2 separate regions of the Mus musculus genome follow, and region 2 is linked to region 1. Evidence: chromatin contacts called from public promoter capture Hi-C data. All regions are on one chromosome and are shown on one strand. The core of a region is the stretch at or near the end of the contact, and the rest is flanking DNA. Distances in the headings are between cores, read along the strand shown.

The links. Promoter capture Hi-C pulls out the DNA fragments that hold promoters and counts their contacts.
Region 2: a contact with region 1 is called in a promoter capture Hi-C map of embryonic stem cells, with 2.7 times the contacts expected there. The contact joins the enhancer-like site here to the promoter of Map3k7cl in region 1. A contact is called at or near these places in 9 of 39 promoter capture datasets (the C10 cell line, the HPC-7 cell line, embryonic stem cells and 4 more), 1 of 484 Hi-C or Micro-C datasets (bone marrow-derived macrophages) and 2 of 9 other capture datasets (adipose tissue and liver).

The regions. Positions count from the first base shown.
Region 1 is chr16:87,551,227-87,555,490 of GRCm38.p6, reverse strand. Map3k7cl (Map3k7 C-terminal like) reads right to left here and starts at 2,161. Exons shown (of 5, transcript NM_144854.2): 1 at 1,896-2,161.
Region 2 is chr16:87,782,905-87,787,009 of GRCm38.p6, reverse strand. The region is part of intron 4 of Gm32925 (a long non-coding RNA gene); the gene reads right to left. Among named protein-coding and RNA genes, the nearest start is that of 2810407A14Rik, 44 kb to the left of the region's middle. Within about 2 kb of position 2,414, at least 76 of the 459 cell types and tissues checked have an H3K27ac peak or open chromatin away from gene starts, as enhancers often do. A contact at or near this core is called in adipose tissue, where this site is marked.

The DNA.
Region 1 (4,264 bases), core at 912-3,411:
CAGCCAGTAATATGCTTGCCATGCAGCAGAAGGATCTGAGCTCAATTCTCCTGTAAAAATCTGGGGGCATGGCAGTATGAGCTTGTGACCTCAGTAATGGAGAGATAGAGACAAGCGGATCTCTGAGGCCCCTGGGACAACTAGCCTGGCCTAACTGGCAGCAAGCCCCACTAACTAGTGAAAGACCCGGCCTCAACGAACAAGGAAGACCAAACCAGAGGCATAACTCCAAAGGTTGGCCTGTGGCTTCCATGTGCATGTGCACACCTGCACGTCCGTGCAGACACGCAAGCACACACACAAAGCCTAAATTAAATACGATAGGTTGTTTGGGAGGTAGTAAAGGACGAATATTATCTAAGGTAAACCCAAACCATTTTACACCACATTATATTTGTAGTAGGAAAATTACATTCTTAACTATCTGATGACCTAGAAATCTATCAAACACTTATGCCCAAGGTTTCACCGCTTAACAGCAGGCTAGAACCCAAAACAAAACTTGGCCATAGGGCACACAGCTATAATTACCAGCATGTATGGAAGGGAGCAAGATCAGCTGATCCAAGGTAATATTTACTAAATCGTGAGTTCAAAGCCAGCTTGGGCTACATGAAGCCCTCCTTTAAACAAACAAACACCCAAAGGCATCCCATGAGTGTGTGGCTCTATTTATTAAATTATTATTATTTAGTTAATAAACTTAGAGACAATATGTGGAAAACATCCCATATTAACATTTCTATTTTTGGTCATGCCTCTTCTAAACTCTCTCCTTCCTATTCATCTCATGTAGGCAGAAACCCAAAAAAAACCTGCATGATATTTTAAGGAAAATGTCTCCAAAAATGGCAAAATATAAATACTGTCTTTAGCCATCCTTGGCAGGGTCCTGGGAACTGCGGTAGCAGAATATTTTCTCATGGTCAGGTTTTTTTTTTCTCTTTCCCATAGCTTTTCTGTGTCTAAAAATAGTATCCAGAACACTGGGGTTTGTTTTTACAATTACTTGTGTGGGCAAGTTCAGGGCCTACATTTGTATATGTGCATTCAGATGTAGATACATTGTGAACCATCTGAGGTACCATCCTGAAAGAAAACGGGCCTCTATTAGCCATCCAGCAAAGCTTAAAAGCACAGCAAATGTTTATGAGCCACTTAGAATTCTGTTGCGCCCAAGTTACTCCTCACAATAGCTCTGGGCCCTGGACATTCTACACACCATGACAACATAACTTTATGTTACAAAAGGACAGAATCCTGAAATGGCTATGACTTAACACGGGACTTCTTGCTTTTCAAAAAAAAAAAAAACAAAAAAAACAAAACCAACCCTCTGGCACATTTGTGTGTAGTTTCTTCTGCTTGGTATCAGTATTCTCGGAACCACCTGTTTCTGAGGAAAGAGCACAGATGGTCTCAAGTTGAACAAAACAAGCAGAAGCTCCGAGAGTTGTAGCCGAGAGGGAAAGTCTTACTTCTGGGAGACCTATAGTGCGCAGTCTGCCTGAGTGTGACTTCTAGGGATGGGAAGCTCGCGCCTCTTCAGGTGCACACATCCCTTTCCACTTTCCCGCATCAACAAATGAAGCACAGGAGACGGGAATCTGCCTCTTGGGTTTACTAAACCTCTGCTCTGGCTTCCAGCTAGAGGAATGAAATCGATCAACACAGCTAAGGGCAAGACAACAGAAAATATCTGCCTGTCTGTCTTGAAAAGGGTGATGTCCAGATCCGGTAGATTTTGAGTGCCACACAGCATCCACAACTTGCCTTTCCATCGCACCTCCCCGGGGAAAGCAGCTGCTGGGTCCTTCTCCGGCCACTGTAACGGAGCCTCAGTTAAGTTGCCCGTGCTCAGAGCGGTTAGCTGGGTTTCACACCTGCTGCCTTACCTCACTTAGTTGAGAGTCTGCGCTTGTGTAATCCAGGGCCAGCCACTGCCTTGGCCAGTCGTTGAGTTTGTGCAGTCAAGACTCAGCGAGAGAGCAGTCTGCACCTGCTGCATAGCAGCCACCGACACTCTGAGGAGCAGAGACAGCTGCCCAGGCTGCACACTACCTGCTCTGCCCCGGACCCCACTGTCCCATCCCACGGGACCTCCCTGTTCCGCTTCCTCGCATAGCCCCTCTCTCCTTTCCTTGCCACTCCGACAGCCAGGATGTTGTCATGTTTCTAGAAAAAGCAAGAGCAAAAGAAAAACCCTCCTCCTGTCAGAAGCATTGATAAACAGCAAGCTGTAGAGCGTCCAAATGTTTTAATTCATTAGTCCTGGCAAACCTAAAATACAAACAGACTTGCTTCACAAGACAGGAATGTCTTCGTGGTGACCCAATCCGTGTCTGCGTCTATTCCAGCGAACTGGCAAAGATAGCATGACTCTAGTCAGCAAAAATGTCAGCTCAGCTAGACCCAGCCAACTTGGACAGGCCACTGGCTGCCTCTTGGAACGTAGCAGTGATGATCCCATTAAGAAGGTGAGGTTTGAGGTTGAGCTGGTCCTGAGCTTGATGGCTTGATCCGCTCTACCACGGCAGTCGCTCACCAAAGGGGTCAGTGGTCAACCGGGAACATCGGGATCCCTTCGACTTCTCTTCACAGTCGTTAAACTTGGATGCCTTGGGTATTTAAAAATAACTGAACCATGACGTTAAGGTTAAAGAGTTAAACATAAATAACGTTAAGAGAATGCAAAGACAAAGCCACAAACTGAAAGGAGATATTTGCGAAATGCACAGGGGAATCCGAAATATGGGAAGAAAACTTAAAACTGGACAGAGGGGAAACAGTCCAGTCGGGGAGTGAGGAGGAGGAAGGGGGAGAGGTCGAGAGTTCTCAACAGACACTTTTCAGCAAAGGTAAACAGATAGCCAGTAAACCTATGGAAAGATGGTTGGCTTTCATGTCAGTAGAGAGCCACAGACAGAAATAATGGGGCATTGCCTGGCACCCGTTCCCAGGGCTCACATCCCAACACAAGCGATGAAGTACATATGGAGAAGAATGCTAGCTCTCCCTCACTTCTAGTGGGAATACAAAAGGATAAAAGAACCTTAGAATACAATTTGATCATTTCTTACTAAACCAAACATATTTTTATCATGTGATCCATCAATGGCAGGCTGTTCCATGGTCTAGCATCCAGGTTCACATGACAATCCTGGGTGATACACTCAGCCTCAAAGAAGTCAAAGTAGTGCATCATTTATGTGCTGAATGCAAGTCAGTAATTGTGTCTTGCATTTTAAATGCCATCCAAAGGCCTATGCATGGAAGGTTTGCTCTGCTGTCCACAGCATGACTTTGAAGTGATGGAAACTTTGGGGTGAGGGGGGTCCCACTTAGGTGACTGGAGGTATGCCTTTAAAGATATTAGCGTCCAGCCCCCTCCTCTTACTCTCTCTTTGCTCTCTGGATGTATTGATGGGTACAGTTTTCTTACATCACGTGCTCCATGATAAATTGCCTCACCACGGGCCCAAAGGCAATGGGACCAAGTGTAGCCTTTGAAGCCATGAGAGACCAAATTCATCTTTCAGACTTACAAGTTTACTTTCTTAAGTCCTTCGCCAAAACAATGAAAAGGAAGGCAATACCATATCTTTAGGGACTCCCACATCAGGCCCCTAGGCCTGCCTTGAGAGGGGCTGGTGGTGACACTGATGTTGCTACAGTTATCAGTAACTGCTAGCATCTGGAGTTAGGGATGAAAAACAGACCTTTCTTAAAGTGACAGTTCATATTAAATACATGGAACGCATCTCCTTCTGTGATCATGTACCTGACAGAGGCATCATCTCTGTATCCCAGACTCATGTCAGTAATCCTGGGGGCTTCCCAGGACACGGGCTATAACACTCATGGCTGCCCCTTCCAAGATCAAAGATGCCTGAGAGAGAGAGAGAGAGAGAGAGAGAGAGAGGTGTCTGCCAGATGCTACAGTGGAAAAGACTTCAACAAAGGATAATTTGACAACACTGAGTAAAGCATAAATTTTAAAATGTCTCATTTTTCTTACTTAGATAGTCTAAATATGCTCTGTCTGAGCCTGATGCTATAAATTGAAATGTTTCCAACCTTAATATCTACTAACTCTTCTGTCACCTTAGGAATGATGGTGCACGTATGGGCTCGTTACTCAAAACACATTCAAGCAACCAATAGGAAACACAAATGAAGTCAAGTCCCACAACTGAAACCCAAAATAACCCAGATGGCACTTTAGGAATGCAAAAATATATATATAGAAATTCAATCCGGAAAG
Region 2 (4,105 bases), core at 1,165-3,664, 230 kb before region 1:
GATGTAATGCTTCTATTCATCAAAAAGGCATTGATTTCACATTTTCAGCTCAAATAATCCTAAATTATTTTAAGTCATGAGACAAATGCCATCCAAATCGCAATTTCAAGATAGGCTCGTCATCAAAAGGAAGGCTACAGTGAGCTGAAATTCAAATCAGTGTTTCCTTTCCTGGCCTCCATTTAAGCTAGAATTACAGGAACGGTAAAGAGAAAAATACACACGAGTAAAGAGAGGAAATTCTCCTTAACTACCTGACAGTCATAGGGAAATCTGTCCACTGTGCTTCTGAAACAACCACAAACACAGGAGTCTTAGCTGGAAAGATAAAACAAATATAGACATGATAGACAGGTTGGGGGAGAGTAAAAATACAAACAAGCATAGAGCTAGCCTGCTCCCCAAGAGCATGGGGTCAACTGAGACTCAAGTTCAGGTCCAAACCTCTGGACATCAGGTGACCACCCTGATTACTCTGATGTTCACTGGTTGGCGCTACTGAGTTCAAGACAGGAGTGCCTGCAGGGCAAGGCCACATTCTGCTCTTTGGCACTCAATGGAAGTCTGTTTCACTTGATTCTGTCTATCTGTCCTGGAATAAGGTGGTAGACCCTAGGCAACCCATCACCTTAAAGACTTAAGGTTCCTCAATCCTTGGACCTTCTTGCAATTCTTCCAATATCTCAGTTTGGATAAGTGAGCAGCGAATTCTTGGGTCTGCCTGATAAGAACTCCTTTGCACATATGGGTAGCACGAACTAGACTCAGGAGTTTAATCAATTGATTAATTAATAAGGAGAACGTGAATTTGGGAAGGTGATGAAGTTGGGGAGGAGATTTGATAGGAGGTCCTAGCGGGGAGTTAAAGGGGAAGAATGAAAACAGTAAAAATGATAGTGACACCTTGTATATGTGTAGAGAATTTTCAAAGGATAAATTTTAAATGCAGTATTTGGTCTCTGTTATCTCCACACTCAGGCCAATATCAGCTACCACATCGCCTCCACAGAAAGTCCAAACACCTTTGCATCATCATTATCCATTACTAGAAATTACTAATATTTCTTAAGTTTTAATTCATGTCCCAGAAACTCTGCTAAGAATAACATATGTACCACCTTATCTGATCCTAACAGCCTCCACCTGCAGGAATGGAAACCTAGCCCCTGTTATAAAATAAACCCACAACCAGAGCTGCTGCAAACAGCTCCGGATCACAAAGGCAGAGGACAGCAGGGTCAGGATTTGAACCCTCTACTCTTAAGCGTACACTGCCCTCCATACATGAGATAATAGCTTTGTGCTCTTCCTGGGTCTGCTCTCATAGAAGTAAACCTTCTCAGAATAAAACAAAACAATGATGTATTCTAGCCGGGGCTGTAACGGTGAGGGCACTGCCTCAGAGATCCATGCTGGAATCCAAAAATAGCCTGAGAGTAGAGTGAAGGCGATGTGAAGAAGGCAATGTGAAGATACCCACAGTCTTGCTGCACAAGAAACCATCTGCTGCCTGTGCCCTTCCTCCTGACATATGAAGAGCTACAAAGAATTTTAAAGAACTTAGCTGTGAAGTCTGTGACAATGGATGTCTTTGGGTTACAAACCTCTCAACGTGTAAACTCTTCAAGAGTAGGAGTGCCACCCTGGGTTTGTAGCACTCGTGCGTGCGTGCGTGCGTGCGTGCGTGCGTGCGTGTGTGTGTGTGTGTGTGTGTGTGTGTGTGTATGCGTGTGTACACTGGCGCATGCGTGCCCGCCCACGCGCCCATCCAAACCCAAATAAAACTTAGAAACTAGCAATTCACCCTAAAGCAAAGTTATCCCTGTCAAAACACAATGCGCCTTTTTGTGGTCTGTCCAATCAACAAGCCCTAAGACAAGTCTGAATACAAACAGTTGTCAGGAATGTCTCTCCAAGATCAGAAATAAAGGACTGGAAAAGTGATAACCGTGAAGGTTTTGTCAACTTGACACCACCTAGAATCTCCTGGAGGAGAGGCTCAGTAGGGGACTGTCTAGAGTAGGTTAGCCTGTGGACATGCCTTGACTCTGTTAATTAATGCGGGAATGCCCAGCCTATGTGTGGGTAGCACGGTGCCCCTGGTTTGGATCCTGAATTGTAAGAGAACAGAGAAAGTAAGCTGAGCTGTGAGAATGCACACGTCCATTCTCTGTTCCCAAAGAGGGTGTGGCTAGCTCTTTCAAGTTCCTGCCTTGATGTCCCGGTACTGATGTCATTGTAAGCTAAATAAACTCTTTCCCTTTTTAACTCTGTGCTTGTCAGGGTGTTTTCTCGTAGCCACGGGAATGAAACTAAGGCACTAATCAGCAAGTTCATGACCTGGGTGAGCACAGGCTGGGGCACCCGTGTGAAACGCTGCTCAGAAGAGCCAGGAACCGGAAGTCCTTGTTACTCACCAGGCAACATTCCAGTTATTTCTGAAAGTGCGCACTCCCCTGAAGTCTGGGTCCTCATCAGCAAGGCTAAACAGAACTCCATGACTTTACAGAAAGCACTTCAGGAGCTTTCCCACACGGAGCGGTTGTTGTGGAATCACGTGGGCTAACAAGGCCTCTGCCTCACTTGGAAATCTAGCAGGTGAAAGGATGTTCTATAACTCGCTGTTCCTTGTGGTCTCTGACTCTCAGGAAAAGCTGACAAGCTGAGGACAGTAAGTATCTGAGAGTACAGCCAAGAAACCGCTGGGCACTTCTCCGTTGGTGGGAGTGAGGTTCTGGAACCCAATGGAAATAGTTATCTATATTCATCCGCAACGGCCGCTGTCTTTGTTACTTTTCTCATTGCTATGACAAAAAAAAAAAAAAAAAGAAATGCCAGAAACATTTTCATGTGAGAAGGATAAGTCCCAGAGCTCACATTCCAGGGCTGGGCAGCTGAGTCAATGGCTGACTGTACTCGCAGTGCAAGCGTGAGTGTCTGAGCCTGTCCTCAGGGAACTAGAGTTGAGAAATGTGTATGACTATAGAGCCTGGTGCCTGCCTGCCTGTCACCTCAGGATATAGAAGATGGCCGTTCAATGGGAGGAAGAATCGAGCTGAAGAAACAGCCCTAGTTTAGAACGTCAAGGATACATAGCTTTCCCATGTGTTCTGGGAATCCAGGCATGAGCTACTTCTCGGAACTCTTCAGTCACAGTGACAGCTATAGAGAGAGTTAGGAGAAGCCAATGATATTACATCTCCTGCCACACCGTCCTCGCAAGAACCCATGCACAGACGCAGTGAGCCAGCGTCTAGAAGCTTGCGATATGGATGATCAGCCAAGAGAAACAAACACAAGCCAAGGAAAACCGTCTCTTCTCTTTCATCCTGACCTCTGCTTACCCAGGCTCTAACCCTAAAAGAGCCGGTAGCTGGACACAGAAGGAAGAAATTATTTGGGTCATGGGGAATGCAAATAGTGAAGAAAGGACCACTGACATCAGAAATAAACCAAAAGCAACTTTATTCTCCGTGGGAAAAAATGCTTCTAGCTGGTTAGGGTCAGACTGAGGCGCTAACACAAGGACCTTGGAAGGGTGTGGGCAGTCTCCTTTGAAAGCATGGACCCAGATGCTCAGGGGATAATAAAAAAGGAATTTGTAAATTGAGGTGGCTGGAGTGTGGCAGATAGCAGGATGTTGGTTCGGGCTCCAGGCTTCTGTAAAGGCACCTCTTTTATGTCACCCTTTATTGGGGTTCACAGGAACCAGGTGGTTTGACTGCAATTGAAAAGAATTCAGGCCTTGAGGACACGCAGTGAGATGGGGACAGCAGGCTAATGCCTGGAATTACTCTGGGCTCTTCAGAAATGAGAGAATCGCATTAAAAAGGACCACAGCTCTTTCTTCCTAGACCAGAGGTCTGGCCTCGTCTGAGAGCACAAGCTCAGAACTGGAGGTGAGGCAGGAGATTTTCTTCAGCCATATCCAACTCTGAGCTTCTGTCATCCGCTCAGTTCTGATCTCTAGCCTTTCCCGTTCTTTGCTGTTGGTTTGTTATTCCTTTGTTTTGTTTTTATTTTCAATGTTTATTTGGTAGCTAGTACTAGTTATACACTTTGTTGTTGCTGTTTTGCTTTTGTTTGTTTGTTTGTTTGTTTGTCT